Linked DNA regions of Mus musculus: regions 1 and 2 are each linked to region 3. Evidence: chromatin contacts called from public promoter capture Hi-C data. All regions are on one chromosome and are shown on one strand. The core of a region is the stretch at or near the end of the contact, and the rest is flanking DNA. Distances in the headings are between cores, read along the strand shown.

Region 1 (4,103 bases), core at 1,345-3,844, 1.1 Mb after region 3:
TGCTTGGTTTCCCTTCATGCCATTCTTTGGGATTACACCAGATGCCAAGAGGCACTCTGTGTACGTGCTGTGATTATTCGCCCTGCAAGAGGGATTATCATGCTTCAGAAGGGGAGCTTACAGAGAGGGGACAGGTCCCGTTGCTTTACAAGCAGGTATTCTTGCATGAAGTGGTATGGAGGCCCTAGACTGCTGCTGCTGCTTTTTTTTTTTTTTTTTTTTTTTTTTTTTTTTTTTTTACAGATTGAGGGTTCTAGTTTCTGATGTTGGCTTGGAGACGGCCTATAACATCACCAGGGATGGGTTCACTTGAAGCACTGTATTTCAGTTTTGATCGTTTTATCCAGTTTTGCCTTCCCTAAATTTTTGTTCTACATGAAAAGTTCATGCCACTTTTTAATATAAAAATTTTAACAAAACTAGTGTCTCTCTCATTTATTTCAAATTTTCCCTTCACACCCTTCTTTCAGACCCTAGTAGAGACTTTCTTTCCATGACTTTTACTACAGATTATCTTATTTTCTGTTGAAACATATGACACACCAGAGGAGGGCACCAGATCTCATTATAGATGGCTGTGAGCCACCATGTGGTTGCTGGGAACTGAACTCAGGACCTCTGGAAGAGCAGTCAGTGCTCTTAACCTCTGAGCCATCTCTCCAGCCCATTTTATTTTTATTTATTTATTTTTTAAAATACAACCCAGAGCAACCTTCCCAGGAGTGCCAGTAGGCTGGGCTTTCCCATATCAATTATTAATCAAGAAAATGCCCCCACAGAATTGCCTACAGGCTAATCTGATGGAGACATTCCTTTTAACTGAATTTCCTAAGTAACTCTAGCTTATATCATGTTGACAAAAAGCTAACCAGCACATCATAGTAAAATGTTAATAGCATTTAGGGAACATTTCTCTACAGCTTTTTGCTGTGGTGGCTTTTTGAAATCTACCTTAGGTAGAACCCTTAAAGAACAATAATAGGAAATAAGGTATTGTCTTAAGGTTTTACTGTTGTGAACAGACACCATGACCAAGGCAAGTCTTATAAGAAACATTTGATCAGTTGATCCCATTCTGGATTGATTGAGTCAAACGGATGTTTTAGTAATGTCTCCAGGTGCAGTGGCCTGAAACATTTGATCAGTTGATCCCATTCTGGATTGATTGAATCAAACGGATGTTTTAGTAATGTCTCCAGGTGCAGTGGCCTGGAGGCCAGGACAATGACTCTGTAAAGTGTTTGCCACACAGCATGAGGATCCGGGTTCGTTTGGATCCGTGTCATCCATGTGACAAAGCTAGTGCCCTTAACACTGAGACTAGAGACAGGTGGGTCCCTGGAGCTTACTGGCTTGCCAGTGAGCTAGGCTGGCTAGTTGTAAAAGGGGTGGATATGTCTCAGAAACGAGCAAACAAAAACACAGGCCATTTCTCATAATGTGGAAAACAGCTGAGGAAGACATCTATCTGACCTCTGACCTGAAACATTGGTCAGTAACAGTGGCTCGCCAGAAGTGCTTACCAGATTGCATCTTCATTAATGTATCTGACCTTTGGGCGGGCTTCTCTAACATCTCTTGCAGGTAGATTCTGAGGTTGCTTCCCAACATCCTCCAGTGCACACATAACAGTCCCGTATGCAATCCCTAGGGGATTATGCCCGGGCTAAGGAACATTAGCCTATAATGGCTTTCCTGTTCAAGTGTATGAACTTACTTGAGTTCATACTACTCTCCAAAGTTTGAGTAAAGTTGGAATGAGGTCTGAGCCTGAATTTTTCAAAACTTGCTTGACTAGGCACTAGGAGAGAATCACTGGTCTACAGCTTTAACAATGTAAACCTAAGGTACAACTAAGAATTAGCTGAAATGTAATGATGGTACTGAAGCAATCTATTGACTGGCTAGAGTGTGTCAGACTTGACAGATGTTCACGATTCTAAGCAATCTTATTTTGAAGAAGGTTTTGCAGAGTATGAAAGTAAGGCCTGCAACAATCTATTTCCAAAGAAAAAGAAAAGCCAAATTTCCTAAGTGGTATATCTCCAACCCAAGACTGACGCCAAGGCAGAAGTTCCTTTTTCCTCCGTGGTTGGGAGGGCTGGTTTTTGAGACAGGGCCTCATGTATCCTAGGCTGGCTTCAAACTTGATACGTACTGAAGATAACTCTGAACCTCCTGCGTCCTGGGATGTCAGGCTGCCATCTCTCCTGACACGCAGCCCAGTGAGCTAAATTCCTCTTTATCGCGAGGTCTTCACTAAGTTGACTGCCTAAAATCAGTTTCTCGGGCTGGCGAGATGGTTCAGTGGTTAAGAGCACTGACTGCACTTCCAAAGGTCCTGAGTTCAATTCCCAGCAACCACATGGTGGCTCACAACCATCTGTAATGGGGTCTGATGCCCTCTTCTGGTGTGTCTAAAGACAGCTATAGTGTACTCATATAAATAAAACAAATAAATAAATCTTTAAAAAAAAAAAAAAAAAGATCAGTTTCTCTTCTACCACCACAAACACCAAGGGACTCTGAGCAGCTGGTATGGATGTGAACTCGGGTTGGGGGCGGAGCTTCTGCTGCGGAAGGGGCGGGCTTAAGGCAACAGGAAGTCCGGCGGCGAGGATGGAGTTGTTGCTGAAGGCCCTGTAGCAGGGGTCCCTGGTGGAATACGAGTCTTCCCTGTTTTCGGACGGCAGGCTCCTCCCAGCAGCAGGGGCGGGACAGTGGCGGTGAAGCTCCCGCAGCCATGCATGACGCTTTCGAGCCGGTGCCGATCCTGGAAAAGCTTCCCCTGCAGATCGACTGCCTGGCTGCCTGGGGTGAGCCGCGGGGCCTCGGGTCAGGGAGGCAGCGGCCCCTCACGCCGAGCTATAGAGAGGCAAGGCGTCTGACCCTGTGGGTGGGCTGCGGACGCAGGCTGTCAGAGAGGGCGGACGTGACTGGACCCCGGGCGGCTTGCGTGATTGCTAAGGACAGTCCATTTGTGGACGCTCCGCGCTCTCTCTTGTGCGCTATGCAGTTGGAGGCTGAGCTCACATTATTAATGTGCTCTGTTGGGGCCCATTTCGGTTCCCAAGAAGTCTTGAGTGAAAAGGGCAAAGCCTGCCAGGTGCTTCACCTTGTTAAATGATTGCGGTGTGTTCTAGGTGACAGACAATGTTAGCACCGTATGCTTCAGAGCATTTAGTGTTCACTTAGTTTATTTTTCCTTTTAGTAGTTAGCTCATATAACTACCTTATGTCGTGAGGTGCCCAAGTTACCTGACTGAAGTGGAAGAGCATCATAACAGATTGCTGTGAAACCTGACCCATGCGACCTTGTATACTTTTTCTTGGGATTGACCAATGCAGAAAGCAAGGTCAGCATCCTTCATGTTTTCTGGAGTTCAAGAACGTAAATCTTGGCTCTCAGGCTACATCGAGTGCTTTTCTATGCATCGTTATTACCCATAACAGGCTACGTAAAAATAATTCAGTCTTTTCTGTTAATGTCCATGCCCTAAATATCAAGAAACATCAAGGGCCCATACAAAGGTAAAGTTCAGAATCTGTACGTAGAGTTTACCCTAAGGAAGGCACCACGATGGACCACAAGGAAATGTTGATGGTGACCAGTGTGCCGAGCATCTGTTGCTAGCGCTTCCCAGGCATCCTTGCAGGTTCTTTGTGGCCTCCTTAGAGGGATTCACATCTTTTTTTTTTTTTTTTCCCTGTGCTCTTCTTTGAGCAGCCCCTAGCCTCTGTAAAATAGTACCTCCAATGTAAACTGATGTAGTCCTTTGAATTAGGGAGAGAATAGAACCCAATTTCCTACAGCCATCTCAAGAAAACCTCATTTCCTGGAGGAAAGTGCTCTCAATAGAGAATAATACATGGAGGGGTTCATTTCTCTTTTGTTTCATTAAATATGTTCTGGATACCCACCTGTACCGTTCTCTCTACTATGGACAGGAATACAAGGATGAATGAGAAATAGTATCTGTGTACCCAGAACACTTTGGGGGTCAAAAGCATGAGGACAGGTTATGACACCAGATAGATGATACCAGAAGTGTGTGCTACCTATTTCAACACGTAGGGCAGGTATTCAGTTCAGTCTAAGGCAG
Region 2 (3,811 bases), core at 973-3,472, 1.1 Mb after region 3:
TTTACTTACCTGTAGAATGCAATCTTGCCACAGTCTTTGAAAATAGTTTTATCCACTGCTTCATCTTCAACACTAAATCAGAAGACATTTTAAAGAAATATATTTTACATAAGAATTGTGAGCTCAATTTTTGTACCTTCCCTAATGATGGTACAAATGTTTGGAACTTATTCTGTACCCAAAACTGTGTCACTGCTGTAACATAAGACTTCATGGGGTGACAGAATGTGAGCTGCAGAACAATATCCTTTTGTAAAACTACCAACATGAATTACAAAATAGTTTCATAGGCGTGGTCTGAAGGCTATGGGAAAGGAGGAAGGCACTTTTAAGATAATAGCCACAACACCAAAACCTGAACTCTCAACCAAGCCAAACAAGCAACTTACTCTCCTATTTAAAGAGCAAAATATTTTCAGGACATATACTTCCAGAGAGTTTAGACCTGAAGACACAGTGTACCTAAATGTTCTATTAAAGTCTAACATACAACTGCAAGATAAGGCTCCGAATCCTTTTAAAAAAAGATATGTGCAGGTGCCAGAGTCAGAATAGAAACAAATACAGAAGAAGGAAAAACTGCTAAGAGGATTCCAACAATCTATAGGTTAATATTCTTTAACATCAAGTTTCCAGAACTGTATCTGGAATAAAATGTAAGAAGATATACATTACTACTATTTATATGTATTTTGACTAGCCTTTCTCTGGTTAAAACAACTATAAGCTATAAGGGGGTTGGAGGGTGAGGAGCACTCGCTTTGGTGAAGAGGTGTGGCTTTCTGCACCTGCAGTTAGTGAGTTCATGATTTTGAAAGAAGCTAAACTATAAAAACAGGTCGGGAGAGATAAAACACACCTAGTCATGCCAAGAAACTTTTATAGTGAAAAAAGAAAAAAAAAGAATAAGAAAAAAAAGAAAGAAATACCCTCATTAAACTCTGGTTTGGCACCGTTTATTTTAATCCAGTGTGCAAACATGAGGAGACCTTGCTGTCTTCCGTTTCCAGTTGAATGAGCCTTGGGGAGGGGCAGCCCGCTCAAAAATCCATTTAAGAGTTTGGAAGGCAACCTTTCCACTGTTAAACTTATCTAATCCTCCTGAAAGTACTTTATGAGAGGTTAGCTATTAACATTACCCAAATCCCCGCAGAACCAATAAAGAACGATGAAGCAAATAGCAAGCATTCAAGGAAGTGCTTTAAAACCTAAGTGAAGCCATCAAAGCTAGAAGGTTGTTTTTGGAGTCCGTTCTTGGGGGGAGCAATTGCCCTTTACCTGATTTCCTCTTTCTCAGCTGCTTCCATGGCACAAGGATGTTAACTCTGCCTGACTCCTAACTCTCAGGCCACAGTCTCAGGCGATCTTTAAAAAAACGGTGACAAGCAGGCTTGCTAAATTATAACCCGTACTTCATCACAGTCAAGAGTCCCCTTCGGGCAGAAGCCAATCTTAATTTTTTTTCATCTGGTATTATCTCAAGCGTAAACCAGCGTCTTTACAGGGATAAAGTACTTGGTAAATATTTCTAGGTTGAGAGTGGCTGATGAACTTTGCTTTTATTGGCGGAGATGTGCTCGCTGCCCTAGAGGTTAAAATCTAAGAGTGTGAGAAACAGGAAGCACCACCAATAAGGGTCAGTCTTAGTGGCTGTCACTCTACAATACCGAAAGCTGACCTGATCTCTCCTCACTTTTAGTTTCGAATGGGGAGTACAGTCTGGATCACTGCTGGACGCTGATGTCGCCTGTCAAACTATGCTGCAGCTGCCCCACAGTCTTTCAGGGTCAAAAGGGACTTTGGAGCTAATGAATCGTTTCTACTTCAGCCCCGTCACATTCCAGGCTCTGTTGCCACAGCTCGACAGCCAGAGAACTCAGTACTTGATGTCAATCATGCATCCAGTGTGCGCGCTTCTACAGACGTCTGGCCTGCGCCTGACCTTGACTTGGAAAGGATGAGGGGCGGGAAGAAGCAGGAAAAGCAAAGCCTTGGCCGCTGCACTGAGTTCCTTTAAGGGCTGGAAGAACAGAGGGAAGCACTAGACCTCAAAACTCTGCTAGTTCACCTCCAGGCCACGATCGCAGGGAAACAGGAGGACGCCTGCGCAGTAGACTCAAAGTTTCTGGGGCGCTCTGAGCGTCTGTGGGAAGAAGCACAGTTTCAAGGACCCGGATAATCCCGCCCACAAAGTAGCGCCGGAAGAGGGTGGGACGAGCCGGAAGAAGGCGGAACTACCTAGCCGGAAGAAGGCTCAATACTTTGGGTAGGCGCTTCATGGCTGTGAAGATGGCGGTGGCTGCGTGGCTTCAGGTGTCTCCTGTTATTTTTCTTCTTTTAGGGGCGCAGCCGTTCCCATTATCGTTTCTTGGTGCAGGTCCGGCACCCGTGTTTGCTGCAGATAGATCGAAGTGGCACATTCCGATGCCGTCGGTGAGTGTTGGGGTCGCTACTGAGCCTGAAGGGGGTAAGAGGTGGGGCTACGGTGGCCCAAGGGGTCCAGGAAGATTTCTGGAAAGTCGGGTTCCCAAAGTGAGTGGAATACCCAGAGCGTCCGTGTAGCTGCCGACGGGATCCCACCTGCCCTGAGCTGAGAGCTGAGCTATTTGCTGTAGGCGAGGAGTGTCAGGGGCCAAGCGTGTTCTTACCGGGAAAGTAACAGAACTTTAAGCATGGAACAGGAGAGAAACTTAATACACAGGGAGAGATAGTAGTTTCTCTTTCAGCTAGAATGTTACAAAATCCAGTACTAGGGCTGGATGAAAGGGAGATGTGAATAGAAGTCTTTATTTTTAACTCGTGTGTGTGTGTTTGTAAAAATAGTCCTACGGATGAAGGGTTTTGATTTGGTTTAAACTTGGAAACGTCTTTTGTGATTAGGGGACTTGGAGATTCAAAAATGCATTTTAACATGGGAATAGCCAAAACGAAACAATTCTAAAATGTTGTGTAGTAAGGATAGTCTTTTGTTTGGATAGTTAACTGATAAGTCGACCCATTTTAGAATCTCGTTTGACTTAGTACAGTACTTTGAACCAGAAAAACCAGATTTTGGTGAGAACTGCTTTAAAAACCATTAGCCATTTCGTTGACCTTTTTGCCTTTTTTTTTTTTTTGTCCTGTTCACTGTACATTTATATGGCAAATATTACAGGTTGTATTCATGTTGGTAAAGGGTTTTGGGCTTTGAGTTGTAGTTTTCTGTTTGTTACTGAAATGATTAATAGTTAAGTCCTTTTACATGTAAAAGTAAAACTGCTGAAAGTTTATTCAAAAGTCGGTTGTTCTGAGGGATGATTCGTGAGTAAAAAAGGAACTGTCCAGCTCAAGCCACTTTGAAGTTAGGTTGAAATTTGTAGCAGCCTCCCACTCAAGAGTCCCTGCTCTGTGGCCTGTAGGGAGCGGCAAGAGCCAATAGTTAGGATATGACTGACTTTCACTAAAGAAAATGTTGTTACTGTCTTTTTGATTAAGAAAATTTTGAATATTTTATAAATGTAGGTATTCATATTCTGCCTTGAAAATCGAAATGCCCTGATGTTAATTATCTTCCCTTTATCTTTTCAGGGGAAAGGTTATTTTAATTTTGGAAAGATTCTTTTCAGAAATACTACCATCTTACTGAAATGTGAGTTTCTAAACTTCATTGAGTTATTCGGATCTTTTAAACTTAGAAAATTATTCTCTACCCTAGTTTGCTTCTGTGTGCGCGCGCGCATTTGTGTGCATGTAGGAACATGTATGCATGTGTGTGAAGGTCAGAGGTCAGTTACTTGTGTCTTCCTCAGTTGCTGTCAGCCCTGTTTTTTGA
Region 3 (3,987 bases), core at 814-3,313:
ACATCTCTCTATGTCACCCTAATAACCTTAGAATCCTACTGCTCTGCTTCCGGAATGAGGGGTGCAGGATCTAAATCAGCACTTACACTGGATCCTGTAATATTGAGCCCAGTCTACTCCTCCAGATCTTCCTTTAAAGAACACCACTGCTTTGCAGCATGGCCTCGTGGGAAAGATCTGTATGTTCATAAATGCGATAAGGAATGGAAGACAAGGGACTGCAGAGATGGCTCAGTGGTTAAGATCTGACTGCTCTTCCAGAGGTCTTGAGTTCAATTCCAGCAATCCCATGGTGGCTCACAGCCATCTGTAACAGGATCCAATGCCGTCTTCCAGTATATCTGAAGAAAGCAACAGTGTACTCACATACATAAAATAAATAAATCTTAAAAACAAAACAAAACAAAACAAAAAAAGGGAATAGAAGACAAATAAGCATAAACGTCAATAGGCAGAACTTGAAAGAAATAACACAGGTGTTGGCATTAGGACCTGTGTTTGATTCCCAGCACCCAAATTAAAAGGCTGGCATTAGAATTCAAGCACAGGTGATGCAAGACAAGTGGAGTTCTGCAGCTCCATGGCCAAACTGACTACCCTGAACACAGAGCCCAGGTCCAACAGACGCTGTCTCAAACACAAGGGAGATGATGCACAGGTTAGGATGCTTGCCACCCAAGCCTAGCATCTTTATCTTACTCCCAGAGCCTCCATAAGGGCCATTTCTCACTATTGTCCTCTGATCATCATATATGGCATGGCTCACCCACCCCAATAATAAGAATTTGGGGTTTTTTGTTTTGTTTTGTTTTTGTTTGTTTGTTTGTTTTGTTTTTTCGAGACAGGGTTTCTCTGTAAAGGGTTTCTCACTTTGTAGACCAGGCTGGCCTCGAACTCAGAAATCTGCCTGTCTCTGCCTCCCCGGTGCTGGGATTAAAGGTGTGAGCCATCACACTCGGCAGAATTTGCTAAAGGTAGACACTTCTGTTTCTCTCAGGTTAACATTTAGTGCATAGTTGTTTACAAACTCTGAGGGGTTCTAACTTGAACTTCTTATTTTTATGTATATCTTTGGGGCTCCCCCCCTTAATTTAGATGGGAGGGTAATGTGGTTATAATCCAATAAACATTTTTAATAATAACAACAACAACAAAAATATTTTTGTCTACTCTGGCCTTCTAAAGCTTTTCTGCTTGTAAGCTTCGTCCTTGTTTGACTCATTGAAAATCCTCACTAAAGTTTGTCAATTTCCTGTCTTCACCAAGCAAGGACACAGGTGAAAAAATTTGATAATTATATTAACAGAACCTTCAAAGTCCTATATAATATTGTACTCCCTCCCAGAATTTTTACTGTGTAGACCGACTAGCCTCAATTACAGAAATCCACCTGCCACGGTCTTTCCAGTGCTAGAATAAGGGCATGTGTGTCCAAATCAACAATTGGCCCCTAAGGGATTCTCCTTTTTTTTTTTTTTTTTTTCTTTTGAAGAGTCTTCTCTTGTTGCCTAAGCTGGCCTACAAAACACGGCAATCCTCTTTCACCTTCCCAAATGCTGGGATTACAGACGTGACCCACGTATCCGGATGAAACACTTTACACTTCTAGCTTTTTATTTTTTATTTGTTTTTTCTTTTTTGTTTTTTCAAAACAGGGTTTCTCTGCGTAGCCCTGGCTGTCCTGAAACTCACTCTGTAAACCAGGCTGTCCTCGAACTCAGAAATCCGCCTGCCTCTGCTTCTTACTGGGATTAAAGGGGTGCACCATCATTTTCGGCCACACTTCTAGCTTTAAACAGTATGCACCAACAGTCTCTCCTAAAATGTAATAAATAAAATCTTTAATCCGAACCTTCCTGGACCTTACCAAAACCAAAAGAAACAACTGTCAGACAGGAGGACCTTCCAGTTCTTGAGCGGTTGAAGACGAGAAAATTGCCTTAGGAAAGCGCACAAATTTCAAGCTAGCCCTTTAAGCGATCAGCGCTCAGCCGCCCTCCAATTACCCACAATCCTCTGTTATGTACTTCCGGTTCCTCTACCTCTGCCGGAAGTTGTTTCTGTCAGTTGCGCAGCTGTGTCCAGCACAGCCTGTGGGACGCGGCGTTCTGCTCCTTGCTCTTCGTTGTTGGGATTGAGTCCGTTTTGGAGAGTCTCCGCGGCAGCCGTCACCATGTCGGTCCCAAGCGCACTCATGAAGCAGCCGCCCATCCAGTCTACGGCTGGGGCCGTCCCAGTTCGAAACGAGAAAGGTACGGGCTCCCCTCCCCTCCGGTTGGCTCTGAACTCTTTCATCCTGAGTATCTCTCAAACCTGCCTTACGCCGACCATGCCAGCTCGGCTGGCCCTTAAAACCTAGCTGCAGTTTCTTCCTGCGTCCCGCCTAAAGTCACAGGTGGCGTAGAGAAAGGGGATAGCGGGATCCACTTGCATCTACCTGATCGATTTAGTGAGGAGATCTCTCTCGAAATATGAAGTAAAGGAGGCTGGAGAGGCAGATCAGCGGTTGAGAGGACGTACTGCTGTACCACAGGGCGCAAGTTCAATTGCCAGCAGTCACTTCAGGTGACTCAACAACAACCTGGGACCCCAAGTCTAGGGAGATCTGACACCTCTGGCTTCTGCCAGTACCTACGCTTGTGCACATATCCACACATAGCATCCTTACAAATGATGATAATAATAATGCTGCATAGATGGCTCAACCGTTAAAGGCCAGGCTCACAGGCAGAACAGTAACAAAAATCAAAATATAAGAAGAAAGTGGGGCTGGCGAGATGGCTCAGTGGTTAAGAGCACCGACTGCTCTTCCCAAGGTCCTGAGTTCAAATTCCAGCAACCACATGGTGGCTCACAACCATCCATAACGAAATCTAATGCCCTCTTCTGGAGTGTCTGAAGACGGCTACAGTGTACTTACATATAATAAATAAATAAAATCTTTAAAAAAAAAAAGAAGAAAGTGAGCTAGAGGCCTATGTTGTGTGTTTCTTTTCACTGTAATTGTTTTGTTTGTTTATTTTTAAGTGTATGAATGCTTTGCTTCCATGCATGGATATGCACCATGTGGGTGCAGTACCCACAGAGGCCAGAGGAGGGCCTGGAGTATCAGACTGTAACAGACTGCCATGCAGATGCTGGAAAATTGATCCAGGACCTCTGTATGAGCAGCAGAGCCTCTTAGCTGCTGAGCCACCTCTTGAGCTCCACCCTGTTTGTGTTATAGAAGAGATCTCCCGATTCAGCACAAGAGCTGGAGGAAAAGGTAGAAGCTGGCTAGTCAGAACGTTAAGTTAGGTCGTAAAGGCTGCCACAGCACCGCAGAGAGAGAAGCTAGGAAGAGAGCTGCCCTTACTGTGCCTGAGGTCAGACCCCGAGCATCCACATAGACACCTTGTGGGGAGAAGAGACGAGTTAGGAACTTTAGGCTTGATGGCTGGGCTAATAATAGCTGAAACAGCAAGCAACAGGTTCAGTGAAAGAACCTGTCTCAAGAAAGTTGTACAAAACAAAGAGAAAAAAAAAAAAGAAAGTTGTAGAAAACACATAAGTGTGGGCATATGCATTTAAGCAGTCAGTAGGCAGAGGCAGACAGCTCTGTGAGTTTCAAACCAGCTTGGTCCTTGCCAGCCAGGTCTGCATAAAGAGACCCTGCCTCTGAAAAATGAACATAAAAAACTAAAAAAAAAAAAAAAAAAAAAAAAAAAGAAGAAGAAAGAAAGAAAGGTATTTGGACTGGCAGATGGGTCTGTGGTTAAGGGCAATTGTTGCTCTTATAGAGGACTATGTGGCCCAGTCATCCATGACTCTAATTCCAGGGGACCTGAACTACTTTTCTGACTTTCTCAAACATCAAGCGATCCTATGTCGAGTCACCCAGGTGGCACTGGTTTGGAAGGTATGAACAGGTCATGAAGAACAGCTGAGGCTTAGCACTGTGAGGGGCCATGGAAGGCCATTGAGGAAAGTGCAGCCTTAGTTGCAGTT

The links. Promoter capture Hi-C pulls out the DNA fragments that hold promoters and counts their contacts.
Region 1: a contact with region 3 is called in a promoter capture Hi-C map of liver, with 2.4 times the contacts expected there. The contact joins the promoter of Vps39 here to the promoter of Mfap1b in region 3.
Region 2: a promoter capture Hi-C map of liver shows a contact between it and region 3, with 5 times the contacts expected there. The contact joins the promoter of Tmem87a here to the promoter of Mfap1b in region 3. A contact is called at or near these places in 3 of 39 promoter capture datasets (hippocampal neurons, liver and pre-B cells) and 1 of 9 other capture datasets (liver).

The regions. Positions count from the first base shown.
Region 1 is chr2:120,351,628-120,355,730 of GRCm38.p6, reverse strand. It overlaps Vps39 (VPS39 HOPS complex subunit), which reads left to right and starts at 2,594. Exons shown (of 25, transcript NM_178851.4): 1 at 2,594-2,816. The coding sequence starts at 2,744. It overlaps Tmem87a (transmembrane protein 87A), which reads left to right. Exons shown (of 20, transcript NM_001110496.1): 20 at 1-422.
Region 2 is chr2:120,402,527-120,406,337 of GRCm38.p6, reverse strand. Tmem87a (transmembrane protein 87A) reads left to right here and starts at 2,222. Exons shown (of 20, transcript NM_001110496.1): 1 at 2,222-2,433; 2 at 3,568-3,628. The coding sequence starts at 2,278. Ganc (glucosidase, alpha; neutral C) reads right to left here and starts at 2,442. Exons shown (of 24, transcript NM_172672.2): 1 at 1,279-2,442; 2 at 10-72. The coding sequence starts at 1,307.
Region 3 is chr2:121,472,099-121,476,085 of GRCm38.p6, reverse strand. Mfap1b (microfibrillar-associated protein 1B) reads left to right here and starts at 2,063. Exons shown (of 7, transcript NM_001081975.3): 1 at 2,063-2,252. The coding sequence starts at 2,174. It also overlaps the pseudogene Gm14018.